2 separate regions of the Mus musculus genome follow, and region 1 is linked to region 2. Evidence: chromatin contacts called from public HiChIP or PLAC-seq data. All regions are on one chromosome and are shown on one strand. Each heading gives the region's core, a stretch centred on a gene start, on an enhancer-like site or on the middle of the called end of the contact. The rest is flanking DNA. Distances are from core to core; before and after follow the strand shown.

The links. HiChIP or PLAC-seq counts read pairs in DNA pulled down with a chosen protein or histone mark.
Region 1: an H3K4me3 HiChIP or PLAC-seq map of the SCID.adh cell line shows a contact between it and region 2, with 15 read pairs. The contact joins the enhancer-like site here to the promoter of Il17rb in region 2. A contact is called at or near these places in 4 of 39 promoter capture datasets (the 3T3-L1 cell line, the HPC-7 cell line and embryonic stem cells), 3 of 484 Hi-C or Micro-C datasets (embryonic fibroblasts, mammary gland and myocytes), 2 of 115 datasets of contacts at active chromatin or transcription factors (the SCID.adh cell line and T-cell acute lymphoblastic leukemia) and 2 of 9 other capture datasets (adipose tissue and embryonic stem cells).

The regions. Positions count from the first base shown.
Region 1 is chr14:30,126,754-30,133,620 of GRCm38.p6, reverse strand. It overlaps Cacna1d (calcium channel, voltage-dependent, L type, alpha 1D subunit), which reads left to right. Exons shown (of 47, transcript NM_001083616.2): 10 at 3,417-3,504; 11 at 4,823-4,849. Among named protein-coding and RNA genes, the nearest start is that of Gm52106, 57 kb to the right of the region's middle. Within about 2 kb of position 2,955, at least 8 of the 459 cell types and tissues checked have an H3K27ac peak or open chromatin away from gene starts, as enhancers often do. A contact at or near this core is called in the SCID.adh cell line, where this site is marked.
Region 2 is chr14:30,005,288-30,013,101 of GRCm38.p6, reverse strand. It overlaps Il17rb (interleukin 17 receptor B), which reads left to right and starts at 4,206. Exons shown (of 11, transcript NM_019583.3): 1 at 4,206-4,370; 2 at 6,228-6,252; 3 at 6,939-7,079. The coding sequence starts at 4,311. It overlaps Chdh (choline dehydrogenase), which reads right to left and starts at 4,102. Exons shown (of 8, transcript NM_001136240.1): 1 at 3,869-4,102.

The DNA of each region.
Region 1 (6,867 bases), core at 1,706-4,205, 120 kb before region 2:
GCCTACTTAAGCATCTCTACTGAAACTGTGGGTATGGTGTGCCACACAGGGGTGCATCCTGAGTGGGATGGGAGTGAGCTGACTACCCCTGTGGCAAGCCAGCTGCTTGGTCATCTGGGCACTCACGTCCTTTGCTGTGTACTTCCAGGAGCCTCTTCCAACACTGATGGATTCTTCTGTCTTGGTCGTTTTTAAAGTGTAGATGAGAACCTTTGAGGGCTAAGTGCAGGAAGGAGGCTCTACTCAGTCACTAGCATGAAAGTAAATGTGCGGTGTGTAGCCATGGAGGATAAAATGCTTAATGTGGAAGCTGGGCCCACAGCCCCGCCCCAGCCAGGCCCACAGCCCTACCCCAGCCAGACCTCTGCAGGGGGTGGGTGGAGCTGAACACCGGGCTACCCAGCTCTGCAGAGCTTCGGCCCCTTGCTCAAACTGAGGGACCTGATCAAGGTTCAAGCACACAATGTCTTCATCCTCTCCCTTCCAGAGCCCTGATGACATCATTCTGGAATAGACACCACACTCCTGGGGACCCTGTAAATGATGGTGACTGCAGGGTTGCTGTCCCTACAACATGCTAAATTAGACAGTAACTCCTCTTAAGTCAAAAAAAAAAAAATACACAGAGTGGTAGCCCACACTAACTCAGAAGTATAGTTGGCTGTTCACACTAGATGCTCCTGGACAGCAACGAGAGGGGCCTGGGCAAAATGACCACAAATTGGAGTGCTTTGCTTTCAGAGATCCTCCGGAGAGTTTTTCTGATACCATTGGCAGGGTCTGTGCTTGGACACCTTGCCCATGACCTGGAGCCAGGACTGACACCCAGTGTGCCTCATCCTGTTCAGTCCTGACTGACACCCAGTGTGCCTACAGCCTGTTCAGTCCTGACTGACACCCAGTGTGTCTACAGCCCTGAGGCAGATGCTCTTAACCATATAGATGAAGACATGGAGGCAGAGAGAAGCCAGGCCACAAGTGGGAGTTAGATTTAGGACTGATAAGCACATGATACTCTCTGGTACTGTCCTACCACCCCAGAGGATGAGTGGGAGAGTCTGAGGCAGGGAGGCCTCCTCATCCTCTGTGTAGCCTGGCCTCAGGGCTCCACAGTTCCCAGTGTTGGTTGCCATTCACAGTGTGGGGTTTGTTTCCTGCCTTTCTGCCTGCACAGCCTTGGGAAGCAGCTAAGAGTGGCACTCTAAGCACTCAGTAAGAGTGGCTCACTAATAATTAGCATAGATCCAGAGATGCAGAGTGATGTGGCCCCTTGGTCACAGGCCGGCCGTCACCTACCTGCCCCCATCAGATTGTAAAATGAAGCTATAGGGATGAAGAGCCACATCCTGCACTGACGATGGCATGCATGAGACCTCCAGAGTGCAAAAGCCACAAGACTTCTTCTGTTCAGAAGTTTACCTTTGAAAACTAGTAATGTTTCAATATGACAAATAAGAGAATTGTGGGGGCACTTAATATGGACAGAAATGGCCCTGAATGTGTGGTTCACACTGCCATTTTATCACTAGGAAATTGAAGTTCAAAGAGAGGCAGATGTTCTCATGAAGAGTGGGGCAGATCAGGGCCTGGAGATTCCCCCAAATGCACAGCACATGTTATGCTACCTCAGCCTCAGAAACCAGCAGCTATCCCAGGTCACAAAGAGAGGGACTCCTGGTGGGATCTGAAAAGAGTTTCCAGTGTGGTCTTCCGCACCTGTCAGTACAAGGGGCAACTTGCAACAAGCTGCTACAATGATATTACAGCCTAGTCTTACAGATGGGAGCATAGAACAGACAGGAGAAGGGGGCTGTGTGTGTGTGTGTGTGTGTGTGTGTGTGTGTGTGTGTACGCGAGTGCATGGGTCTTAATGGAGTACTTGCTGAAGGATATTCCTGTGTCAGATGATGAGACTTCCTAATTTGTTTCTTTCCCTGTGTCCCGCCCCCTCCCCCCACCATGGGTTCCAAAGTGAATGGAGGTTTGTAGTTGGTTGCTTTGAATTCAAGGAAAAGGAACAGGAGAGTCCCAGGAGTGTAATCAGTTGGTGTTCATTTGGCCTCTGCTTCTGAAACCTGGGCCTGGATGTAGCTGCTAAGCCTCCCGCAGCGACAAGCTCAGCTTCTTGTGTGTTCACAAAGGGCTCAGGGACTTCCCTTTGTGCCCTTGGGAGACAGGGCTCTCTGACCTCTGGGTCTATGAGTCAGGTCCCACTTTCTCCTTGCAGTGAGCTTTCTCTCTCTCTCCTCAGCAGGGATGGAAGCCACACAGTCAGTAGAGAGAACAGTAACCCTCCACCCCACCCCCACCCCCAGTCCCACCCCACCCCCACCCCCAGCCTCGACTGGGGCTCACAGTGTCCACCACCGTTCTATAGGCACTGCTAACAGTTTTTGTAGATGAAGTTTGAGGTGTCCTTGCTCAGGGGAACTGCCTGACCACAGGAGCAAGGCTTTCGTGCGGGTAGTGTAAGGTTCTGAACACTGGGGCTCTGCCTCAGGAAAGAGATGTCCATGAGCCTAGGTAGCTTCCCCAGCTTCAGTTTGGGCTTCCTCCCCCTCTCAGCTCCACTCTGTCTCCCAGCATAATCAGGCATCTTTCCCAAGGGCATCTTGCACAGACTCCTGAGGTAGCTCCATTCAGGGACATCTGCCCCTCACCTTCCAGGTGACCACATGTCAGACGTTGGCTCTGGGGGATCCAGGGACCTCCAAGCACTAGTAGGCCCGTTTTACATCTCTTCCCCTTCTTCTAAGGATCCTGACATGGACCTAGGTCTCAGAGACATCAGACCTGGGACTGAAGTTGGCCCTGCCCTGCTCGATGATTGGCAAGAGCCCTCACCTGCTCTCTGCTCCAAGGCTTTCCTTCTGCTTTCATAGCGCTCCAGTGCTGGCTTATTCAGGAAGTACCTTCCCTATGCTGGCCGTACACTCTCGGTGGAGCTTAGACATCCAATCAACTGCCACAGACTGAGTGGAGCTCCTGACATTTGAAAAACGTTTATGCACGTGTCTCTATGCACTGCCTCCTCCAACTGTAATAGCTTGTCTTTGGTGTGCTGTAAAGACCTCTCCATGAGCCGTGAACTCTGCAGAAGGGGCCAGTGGAAGCATTCCCATACTGAGATATTTGTATACCTTCTCTGTAGTGCTGTGATAGAGAGAACAGGCCTGTGCCAGGCCTGCCGGCTCCATTCACTGTGACACCATGGCTTCTTTTCTTGGGAAGCATTTGGGTCACCAGAATTGTCTCTTGCAGGTGATATTGGCTTTCTCTGCAGCCACTGAAAGCGTAGGCTCAGCCTGGCACGCCTGATAGCCCTCCTTCCGGCATCCTGAGAGTCTGCACCTGGCCCACCGCCTGGCATGTCATGCCACAGCACGCTGTCTAAAGCACTTTTCTTCTCCCCACAGCTAGCATGCCCACCAGCGAGACTGAATCTGTCAACACAGAGAACGTAAGTGGTGAAGGCGAGACCCAGGGATGCTGTGGAACTCTCTGGTGAGTGTGGAGGCTGCTCAGCCTCCTTACCCCACTTTGGAGATGCTAGCGCTGAGAGGGTACCCCCAGAGGACAGTGGAGTCCTTGGGCTCTGGAAGGAGATCAGCTGTGCTCCAACAGGCTGCCTCCAGCCCTTTGGTACCCCTCCTCCTATACCAGGTCTGCTGGGGCATCTCAGCATCTTGCCTGCCTCTGCTGTGACGTTGTCTGCCTAAGGCAGGGCATGGGAAGTGTGCTTTTTAACCCAGCCACCTGCTCTGTTCATTAGGTGCTGGTGGAAAAGAAGAGGCGCGGCCAAGACCGGGCCCTCTGGGTGTCGGCGGTGGGGGTAAAGGCTGATTTCTCCTCCCACTTGGGTTTGGTATCTGTGCTTTGAAGGAAGAGCTTGAATGGCAGAGTTGCTGGCTAGAATGTGCCACATACTTAAATCTTCCTTCACCCATGGGACCTTCCAACCCCATCCCGGCAGCTGGATCCGGAGGTCCCGCCCTCCACTGCTCAAGGCCCCGTGTTTTGGAGCTGTGTTTGCACTGCCCTTTCCTGACCACGTGGGGCGCTATCCCCTTGAGGGTTCCCAGGCTTTTCTCTAGATAACTGGGCTGCAGTAGCAGGGTTGGGGCAGCAATGCAGAATGTGCCAAGAACTGCCTGCTTTGGGGAGCCCGGTGCTGATTTGACTTGTTTGCTTCTTGCCTGCATCGTTTACATCTTATTCCTCCAAAGGACGGGTGTCATCTTTAAGAGAACTCAACCTCATTTGGGGCAGAGGTTCATAAATATGACACACACACTATTGGGAGGTATGGCGATGGCTCATGGAGCGATTCACCCCTGTTCTCCTGCTCTGCCCTCTCTATGACGTGAAGTGGGCTGGGAATGGATTTGCTGTCCCCATTTTACAGATGAGAACACTGAGCTTTGCAAGGCATGCTGTGTCCCCACCCTTACCCTTGCTGTGATCGCAGGAGCCAGGCAGGAGCAACAGTTGCTACTGTTGAGACTGGGGTTGCAGGCCACAGTGGCCCAGCAAACTGGCTTCCGCTAGAGGGAGGGAAAGGAGAAGGACCCTGCACCGGTCCATGGCCAGTCCGGAAATCTGAGCCTTCTCTTGTGCCTGGGCCCTTGGGGGTGCTCCTGGCACACCGTTAGCACCTTGACATCTGCTCTGGCCTTAACCAACTGGCCAGCTATTAAGAATCAGCCACGGGGAACCAGAGTCCTGGCTTCTGTGCATGGCTTTAGCCATCTCTACTTCAGTGATGGGCACTTGAGCTGAACCTTCCGCATGGGAGTCTTAACACTGTTTTCTTCCCTTTCAGTCAGGCCATCTCGAAATCCAAACTCAGGTCAGTTCTTTCAACTTGCTTTCCCTCCCTCCCTCCCTCCCCCCCTCTCGCCCCTCCCCCTCTCTCGCCCCTCCCTCCCTCTCTCCCTCCTTTCCTTCCTTTTTTTCCCCCTCAGAGCTTGCATTACGGTTTTTATGTTATGTTTTAAATTCTGACTTTTATGTAGAATTGGTCTAGACTTGAGTTTAAACATGGATTCCCAGATTTCAGTCAGTCTTTAAGTCTTACAGCACTGCCTCGGGGAGCAGGACGGAGCATCAGCTTTTAGGCAGGAGCACATTTGCCTCTTTAGCAACCCTCCAGTCACTTCTCAGAAAGATTCTCCACAAAAGAAGGTACAGGAGTCTAAGGCACCTAGTAGTGTTCAGTTTCCAGCCCTGGATGCAGGCTGTGTGTTCATCTTGTAAGTCCCCACATGCATTTTGTGTTCTCTTCTTATGTGTTCTTTTCAATTAAAGACATTTCCCTGCTGTATGCAAACAGTAGTCATAAAACTAAGAAATAAAACCTCACCCTGTAGAAACTCCGAAAGAAAACGGGAGAGAAAGCACTGTGACCACAGGTTAGACAAAGACTTCTTAAAGATCATTGCCCAGGACATGATCCATATGAGAGAAAAATGATAGATTGATCCCCATAAGAATTAAAGCATCTAACTTTATTTTATTATAAAATCAAAAGAATAAGCCACAGACCTGATCAAAATATTTGCAAGTCATATTTGATAAAAGGCTAGATCTAATATGTAATCTAATATGTGATCTAATATGTGAAGAAAATAATATGTAGAGAGACAGTATTAATGGCAAACAGCCCTATAAAAGTGGAAAGAAGGTTCCAGCACACAGTTCACAAGAAGAAAGCTGCATGGTATATAAGCAAAGAAATGAGGAGGACATTGCTGGGTGTTTTGGGCAGTGCTGGCAGGCATGTTATATGACACAATCATTTTGAAAAAGCCTTTAGTAGTCGCTTATAAAGCTACAGTAATGATATGACCTAGCAATTCTAATTATACGGTATCTATGTAAGAGAAAGAAACTTACACTAAAAGTATATGTGTTTGTAGTGGGTTTATTCATAATTATTTTAAAGTAGAAATAACCCAATGTCCATCAAATGGTACAGTGAGCAGATCAGTTGTGATTTATCCATGTGGTACAGTACTTCTCAGTGACAGGGAGAAGGGAGTGTTACTGAGAGGGCCACTAAGAGGGCTTAGTGGGAAAGGTGCTTGCTGTGCAAGCCAAGCGACCTGAGTTCTAGCGCCAGAACCCACATAAAGATGGAGGAGAAGCAACTCAACCAAGCTGTCCCCAACTTCCATGTGCATGTGCACCCTACACAAGACACACATATGTGCACATGCACACACACAACATTAGGTTGTTTTGTTTTGTTTTTTAATTACTGATAATGTTAGCAATACTGATGAATCTCAAAAACATTTTGGGGTGAGGAAAATGAAGCCTCGAAATGACACATATGATGATTCTGGTTAGTAAACAGCAGTGAGCAGAGAAGACAGACCAGTAGTCCTGAGCTGGGGATGGGGCATGAATGGACTCACATGACTGATGGAAGTGGTCTGTATTCCGACTAAGCATAGACCTCAAAAAGAATAAACCTGCTGCAAGTAATTTTATCTCAACCTGAGTCTGAATAAAACTTAATGAGTTTGTCTTAGTCAGGGTTTCTATTCCTGCACAAACATCATGACCAAGAAGCAAGTTGGGGAGGAAAGGGTTTATTCGGCTTACACTTCCATACTGCTGTTCATCACCAAGGAAGTCAGGACTGGAACTCAAGCAGGTCAGAAAGCAGGAGCTGATGCAGAGGCCATGGAGGGATGTTCTTTACTGGCTTGCTTCCCCTGGCTTGCTCAGCCTGCTCTCTCATAGAACCAAGACTACCAGCCCAGAGATGGTCCCACCCACAAGGGGCCTTTCGCCCTTGATCACTAATTGAGAAAATGCCTTACAGTTGGATCTCATGGAGGCATTTCCTCAACTGAAGCT
Region 2 (7,814 bases), core at 2,957-5,456:
CGGATTCAGGTCCCAGCATCCACATGGTGGCTCACAACCACCCGGAGCTCCAGTTCCAGGGGGAACCAGTGCTCCATAGGCACCAGGCATGCATGCAGTACATATAAATACATGCGGGCAAAATCTCATACACACAAGACAAAGAATAAGTAAGTCTTTAAAATGGAAGCAGCTGTCTACTTCACAGTTTCTTGTTTTTATGAGGGTGAAAGGAAACTGTGCAGAGCATAGTGGCACATTCCTATAGCCCCGCCACCTAGGAGGGAGAGGCTAAGGCAGGGGATTCATGATTTTGAGACTTTAGGGTGCGGGGAAATAGTAAATCTAAAATATTTAAAAATGCAAAGCTCAAAGCCCAAGGAGATTTCCCTCGGTTTACGGGTCATGGCCTGAACCCCGAGCCCCTCCTTACTTAACCTCATCCATGTGGCTGTGTTCTCTTCCACAACATACAGAACGGGACCTTTCAACTACGACCAATAATAAGATCAACTACTGGTTAACCTGACTATTGGCAACCACACCCCAGATCATCCTGCCTTCTCTTTCCACCACAGTGCTGGTTGCCTTGCACCCCCACGGGGCTGACTCCCGTCTATATTGAGGCTCTGAGAGTAGACAATGGCTTCCCCATTTCTCCTGTGGTCTATACTTTTTGAAGTCCCAATGTGAAAATATAAACCCGTAAATCAACACAAGTGTCTGTGGGACAGAGGTCACATGCCAGAGGTCATGCCCTCACGTGGTTTCACCTCCTGGATTGGCTGGGGTAGCATTAACACTGAACTATAACCATGGCTGAGTCTGGGGTTTTCCTATGCCCCTTGTACTGGGCAAAGAACATATGGAGTTCTATGCCCAGGCTCAAGATCAAGGACTGGCAAGCCCTGGGTGACTCTCAGGGTTTCTGGCTCAAATATAGCATTAAATTAGGCATGGCGGAGTCCAAGCGGCTGGAGTGGAACAGAGGGCAGAGGTAGCACCAGAGGCAGGAATGCTCCAGTGGCTGCTATCCCAGCTAGGGCCAGTCCAAGAGCCCTGGCAGGCAGCTGGCATTCGCCAGAACCAGCTCCCTCCTCACGAGACAATGAGTCTACTGTTAACCGCCCAGAGACTTGATTAATATTTGCAAAAAAACAAAATGGAAAATTCCACCTGTGTGGGTGGAAGCTAGCCTCGGGGCATGTCAACAACCCTCAGGGCCCTGTTCTCTCCAGGACGGACACAGCAGAGCTTATGTATAGGTCTGAGGGAATTTTTCCATTTGAGAACATGGAGATATTAGAATAAAAAAAAAATTTAACCGTCTTGTCGCCCCTGCTCAAAATCTACGCAGCAAATTTAAACCTTTCAACTTGCTTTCCTCTGACTCTGTTTTCTTCTGAGTTTCCTGATGGCTCTGCTAGAGTGACAGGTAATGTCAGTTTCTTGGGGAAACTGAGGTGGCAAGAGACCAAGAGCTTTGGCCATGGCCAAGTGATAGCAAGTGAGTCGTAGAGCCAGGAAACCTGGAGGTTTGGAGTCTCAGCTGCAGTGGCCACACAGACCTGCTGGAAGTGTGGGTGATGGAGAGAGTCATCCTCCAGGCTCTGGCCATACCACACTACAGCCTTCTCCTACAGGATAGAAGAAAGCCAAAGCAATCTTCCCAGGTGTACAGGCTCAGGCATGGCCTTGGGGGAAGGCACGTGCTCATTTATTCATTTGTTCTGGGATTTAATGAGCAGCCGTTGAACCCCTGGACATGAAGGTTCCCAGTGCCAAGTAGCTCTAGTAGCCCTGCAGACAGAATGCATGACTACGGGCAGCATGTGGAGTCTCTGAAGATTGCTTCCGTCAGATTCCAGACACCTCTTCACTATGATGGCTCCCTCATTTAATTGTACAGGAAAGGAAACTGAGGCTCTGAGGAGAGCAGCAGCTTGCCATACATCCATGTGAAATAGCCAAGCCTTCTTTACTTCTGTGGCCCTGCCTCTGGTGGCCAGGCTTAGGCATGTAAGCAGGTGGGTCCACTCCAGCTGGTTATCTTAGAAGCCAAATGTTCAATCAACTTGCATCACTCTGGGGGTAAGGAGGGCACTTGTGGCAAGTTAGAGTCCTGAAGACAGGCAGGTACAGGCTCTTCGCCCAGCTATAACCCCGTCTGTAGCTGCAGGGCCTTGCTTGCATATTGTTCCACTGCACATGGGCCACGGGATACATGCCCCTGACCCAGAGACAGGGCAGTGTCCTCTCTAAGCCTGTCATCACTGGCCTTGGAGGTGGGTTGGTGGCACTTCTCAGGCAGTGTTCGGAGGCTGTCCTGGCATCCTTGCCTGAGTATTCTCCCATATCTTCCACCCCTTTCTACCCCCTTCACCCAACTCTTCCTCTCTCCTTTGCCACCAGATTCTTCTCCGGGATAAGAAACCCAACTAGCTGCCCTGAGCCATTTCTCAAAACAAGCCAATCAAGTACCCAATTCCTTATGTTTGTCCCACCTCCCCTTGCCAAGGTCAGGAGAGGTCGCTCCAGTTTCTGTGTGCATGTGACATCAAGAACTTTCCTGCCCGCCTTTCTGTCTCAGGGGCCAAGAAATGGCTGACTTGTCCCTGGACCTGACCTCTCTATCCCTGCTGTCCCAAAGCCCCTTGCCTTTTGCCTTGAGCTGACTACAGCAGGCTGTGTTCTGCCAGAGCAGCCCAGGGACTGGCACTCAGCTACTCACCGAGTAAACACGTGTTGGCAATCGGCTGTGACTTGCTCAGCTGAGAGGGAGTGCTCTCTACTTGCTCTGCACAGCCCCATGGGCTGTTTTTCAAAACTGGAAACTGATTGTTATCTAAACATCTGCCTGGCTCCTCAGCCCCATAGGGCAAAGTTCTCAGATAGAAGCTGGAAAACAAGGCCGTCTCCATTTTGTCTTCCCACCAGGGCAGGTACTCTGGCCTTGCATGTTCCTGTCACAGTGCTCAGCTCCATGCCAAGAGCATGCACCTTTGCACCCTGGTAGCAGGCAAGGGTTTACCGGTCAGAAAGGCTGCTATGAAAGCTTATTGTTCCCAGGAACCACTGAGCCTGAACGGCTCGCTGAGGTTGAGTGGGAGCCCAGGATGGCCCAGTTCCAGGCGAGGGTGGGGCTACAACCTCCCTTCTGTCAATCTCCTTGGTCAGGCACCAGAACAAGTTTCTCAGGAAACTATTCCTTGCAATCCAACAGAGGCTAGGGACGGAGCCTTCTCCAGGTGAATCAAAACCAGAATCTTCACCTGAAGTCTGTCTCACTGATGAATTTAGTCTGTATCCCAGTCGGGCTTCAGCAAATACAGCCACTTGACTCCACCCAACCTCTTAGCAGGGAGAAGCAGGACTTGTGCCTGAAGCTCTCTCCAATTCCACTGTCTACGTGTCTGGTGAGCCCAGCTCTGCTAACGATATAGGAAGGGCTGAAGCAGCAGAATTCCAGGCTCTGTAGCCCTTTCTCTAACCCCAAATGATACTGGGCTATCCCCCTCTCAAGCCATTTCATCTCAAAAGGATGGTCCCTGGCCCACCTTCCCAAAATTAAGGTCCGAGAGGTGGTGGAGAGTCGGGCAGATCTCACTCAGGCAGAAGCAGCACTGCCAAATGTCAGAACCTTAGCTCGGAACCCACAGTGCTGAGACACCAGCTTCGGGACCCCAGATGTAACCGCCAGGCCTCATTCTATAGGAGTACACTTAACCAGAAAGCCTGAGAGGCCAGGGGTGGAGATTCCTATCACTGTTACCTTGTAACTGTTAAGTTCCTGTCGCTAGTTCTCTCAAAACCCAGAAGGTTTCAGTGGCTTGAGCCCCTCCGCTTCAGGTCCTCACCCAGCCTAGGACCTGAAAAGCTAGCTACTCACCCGGGACAACTCCGCACCTGGGCCAGGACGCGAAGGACAGGAGCCAGGAGAGCCGAGAAGGCAGTGGCCGCTGATCCTCGCCCGCTGCTCTTTAACTGGCGTCCCGGGAGTGCCGCGAGCTGCTCCGTCTGGCTCCAGGCGCGGGTGCGGTCGCCCCACCTGGCCTGCGGCACACACCTGTGCGCGGGGCTCGACACGCCCCGCGCCTGCTGGAGCTTCAGTCCTCCCGGGCCTGAGTCATTCGCACCCCGCCTACCCCCGCGAGCCCCGAGGGCGACAAGGCGGCCACTTTACTGTCTTGGGACCAGGCCAGCGCCGGCTTGGGCAGGGCGGTACTGTGGGAGGCGGAGCCCGGAGAACTGCGGCGGGCGCCTGGATAAGAGGACCCTGGACCTCTGGCCCCAGCTCCGCGTGGTGGTGGGCGGTGGCCAGTGGCCGGGCCATGTTGCTAGTGTTGCTGATCTTGGCTGCATCGTGCAGGAGCGCCCTGCCTCGAGAGCCGGTAAGCATCCCCCTCCATTGTGGGCACCCTTTCGGTTCCCATCCGTTTAGCTGAACCCTGACAAGCGACAAGCGCCTGAAAACCTGCCAGCTCAACTGTCAAGGAATTGTCCATGAACCATCCTTAGAAAGGGGCCAGTTTGCACCCCTGAGCTAACCGCGATGGGTCTTGAACTCACACCACCCATCTATTGCCATCCTGGAAGGTATCAGTTGTCAGACTGCTTCCCAGGGGAATGAGGTTTAGAACTGTCACAGATGCCACCTGGGCATTTGAGTCGTAGTATTCTCCTCAAAAAGAAAAAGGGTGGTACTCAACTCACACAGGTATGCCTTGTCCTGGGTTAATGATGACAAACAAGACAGTACTGCTTACATCTGTGCTGCCCACCTCTTGGGTCAACAGACAGCCTGCATCAGTTTGCTTGCTTGCTTTTCCTTTCTGTCTAGGGCCATGTTAACTCCTGAAGGCAGCTTTCCTTTCTTCTCCAGTCCCCATGAATGAAAGAATCTTTCTAGGAGGGAAAAGCGCATCCTCAACAAGGCATTCAGATGCAAGCCCTGCTCTCTTCACACATTGGAAGGCATCCTTGGTGACTGTGGAAAGTCACAGCTTATTTATGGTGTCCTGAAGCCCTTGCCGTCTCTGTGCAAGAGAAAAAAACTGTCCTGGGGGCAGCTGTGAAGAACATTGAATGAACTCTGCAAAATGTAGAGCCCTCACCTGGCTTTTCCTACACACCTTGTCTTGCTCCCATTCAAGTAGAACTTGGTTCCTAGTAGGTGGCTCATTTGCTTAATAAGAGAATGTCACAAAGCAAAGGACAGTGGATGACATCATCCAAACCCCATTTGCTCCATCAAAACCTCTGCTTTCTGCCTTCACCAAGGTTTTGGAAATGAGAGAGCTGAGATCTTAAGAGTCCTTTGGGTTTGTCACATTGTGTCTTGCCACTGAAGATTACTGACAACTAAAATAAATGTTTTAGGCTCAATATACTATTTCCAAACTAGTACTCTTCCCTTTTAATGGAAACGTCAAAGGGTTTAGTAACTGGCCTTTCGTAGACAGTAGGGGGGTTTTACTTTTTTGAAAGCTGTTTTAGAAAGATGAGGTCACTGTCCCCAACGGATTTCTAAGTAGCTCAGCTGAGTTCTGGATCATTCAGAAGTATGATATGAGCTTGTGTGTGTGTGTGTGTGTGTGTCCTGCGGGCTGCAGTCATTGCTCCCCGCTTTCTTCTCCTCTTTGCATAGCCAATCTTTAATTTGAAGAAATTAATAAACATTACATGGTCCTGAAAACCAACAGTTAAGCATTAGATGATACAAGTGGCCTCACCGTGGCCCTCAGTAATCCGAGGCAGGGAAAGAAAGCATGCATGAGGCCTACCTGGTCTTCAAGGGGGTGAGCAGCTGCCAGAAAACCAGGTGTACCAATGGCTAAGCCAGGGCCCATCACAGCTACAGTGGGGCAGCTCAATTCCCCTCAAGTTGGAAAGTGCAATCAAACTAGCTCTTTTCTTTTAAAACATTTAAAGAATTGTATTTTTAATTTGTGTGTGTGTGTGTGTGTGTGCCCTCAGAAACCACGACTATGATTTCTGGAGCTAGAGTGACAGGCAATTGCTGTGAGTTGTCCAGTATGGGAGCTGGAGCCTAAATGCAGGTTTTCTGCAAGAACAATATGCTGTCTTAACCACTGATTCATCTCTCCAGCTCCCGGCTCATCTTTTCGTTGAAAACTTGTCACTTGTATATGCATCTAAGGAACAATATTGGTGTGGTGCCTAATTTGGTAAAGTGAGGAGTGTGGTTTACTGGCTTCAACATGACATTTGGTTTCTCTTTCCTGCAGACTATTCAGTGTGGCTCTGAGACAGGTGGGTACATTAGAGAACTGGGAAGGTCACGGGAGACCAGGCACAGTGTGTTGCGTGGCCTTGTTAACTAACAGGAATGAGGTTCTCATGAGGAAAGGCGGACTTTGGGGAGTAAGGGTGTGTTTGAAATGGGCTGGCCTCCCAGTGAATTAGCACACAGGCAGAGTGGGATGCACCATGCTACATGGGAAGCAGTACCTGTCACCCCACAGAGGGACAGAGATTAGGGTACAAGGGGTGATACCACTGTTGGGAGTAGGCAGCAAATGTTTTACACATAGGTACCCGACATGGTAGCCTTTGAAGAATGGGTGGGTTTTGTCGAAGAAGGTGACTAGGGAGAGTGAGTGAAAGGTTCAGTGGCAGCAAAGATGGGGCGTTAAAAAAGAGCTGTCATAGTGTCCTGGGTGGAGTCCTGGGTGAGGCTTGGAGAAAGGAGGACTGGTCTCATACACACACACACAAACACACAAACACACAAATACACAAACACTGTGTAGTTTGGGACCATAAGGCAGAGAGAATTTATTCAGGTGCATAAACCTGCCAGGATCCAGGAGTTTAGCTTTCCTTAGCAGAAGTGAGCTGTGAACAGGTGATGGAACAGGAGAGATCACTTGGAGGAAGTAACTTCTGACTGGGCCGGAAACAGGAGTATCAAATGAAGTCCCCTTGCCTCCTCCCAGGGCCATCTCCAGAGTGGATGGTCCAACACACACTCACTCCAGGAGACTTGAGGGACCTCCAAGTGGAACTCGTCAAGACAAGTGTGGCAGCAGAGGAGTTTTCAATTTTGATGAACATAAGCTGGATACTCCGGGCAGACGGTAAGTTTGCATCAGTCGTAGTGTCTACTAAACTAGAAACGGGAAGGACATAGGGCCCATTAATTCTACTCCTCGGCACATACCCCAGACATACACAGGCATATACTATCTTAGGATGTGTACAGTAGCACTATTCATAACAGCATGCAAATGCCCAAGAGCAAAAAGGAATCACAATGTGGAAACTTTGGAACTCAGTACAGCTATGAGAATTGTGTGTGTGTGTGACAATATGGATGTCACAAACACAAGCAGTCAGAGTACAAAGAGCTATACAGCTATATCTATAATCATGCCTACCGTGGGACATGAAAGAACAAAACAAGTGGTTTGACTTCAGGATGGGGTCTGGGGGCTACTCTGGCTTGGAAGTGACTTAAAGCCCAGGCAGCACTGGGCTGGGGGCAGTTCTTGGCTGGGTGTGTAAGTGTGCAAAGTCGCTGACAAGCAAAGGCTTTCCTCAGTCATACTTCATGGCAGAGATGACTCCCCTCATTTTAGGAAAAGCTCTGCTTAGGTTACGTTCCTACTTCTCAAATGATATCATCAAAGTCCTGGTGTTTTTTCCAGATTAGGTGGAGAGCAACATGCGAGTTCCTTGCACAAGCCAATCCTGGGGCCCTGATGACCACGCTTGTGGTTTCCATCTGCCAAAGTTAAACTTGGTTTAGTCAAGAGTACATTTGCTCAGCACCTGGGAAACTGACATAGGAGACTGTTACAAGTTTGAGGCCC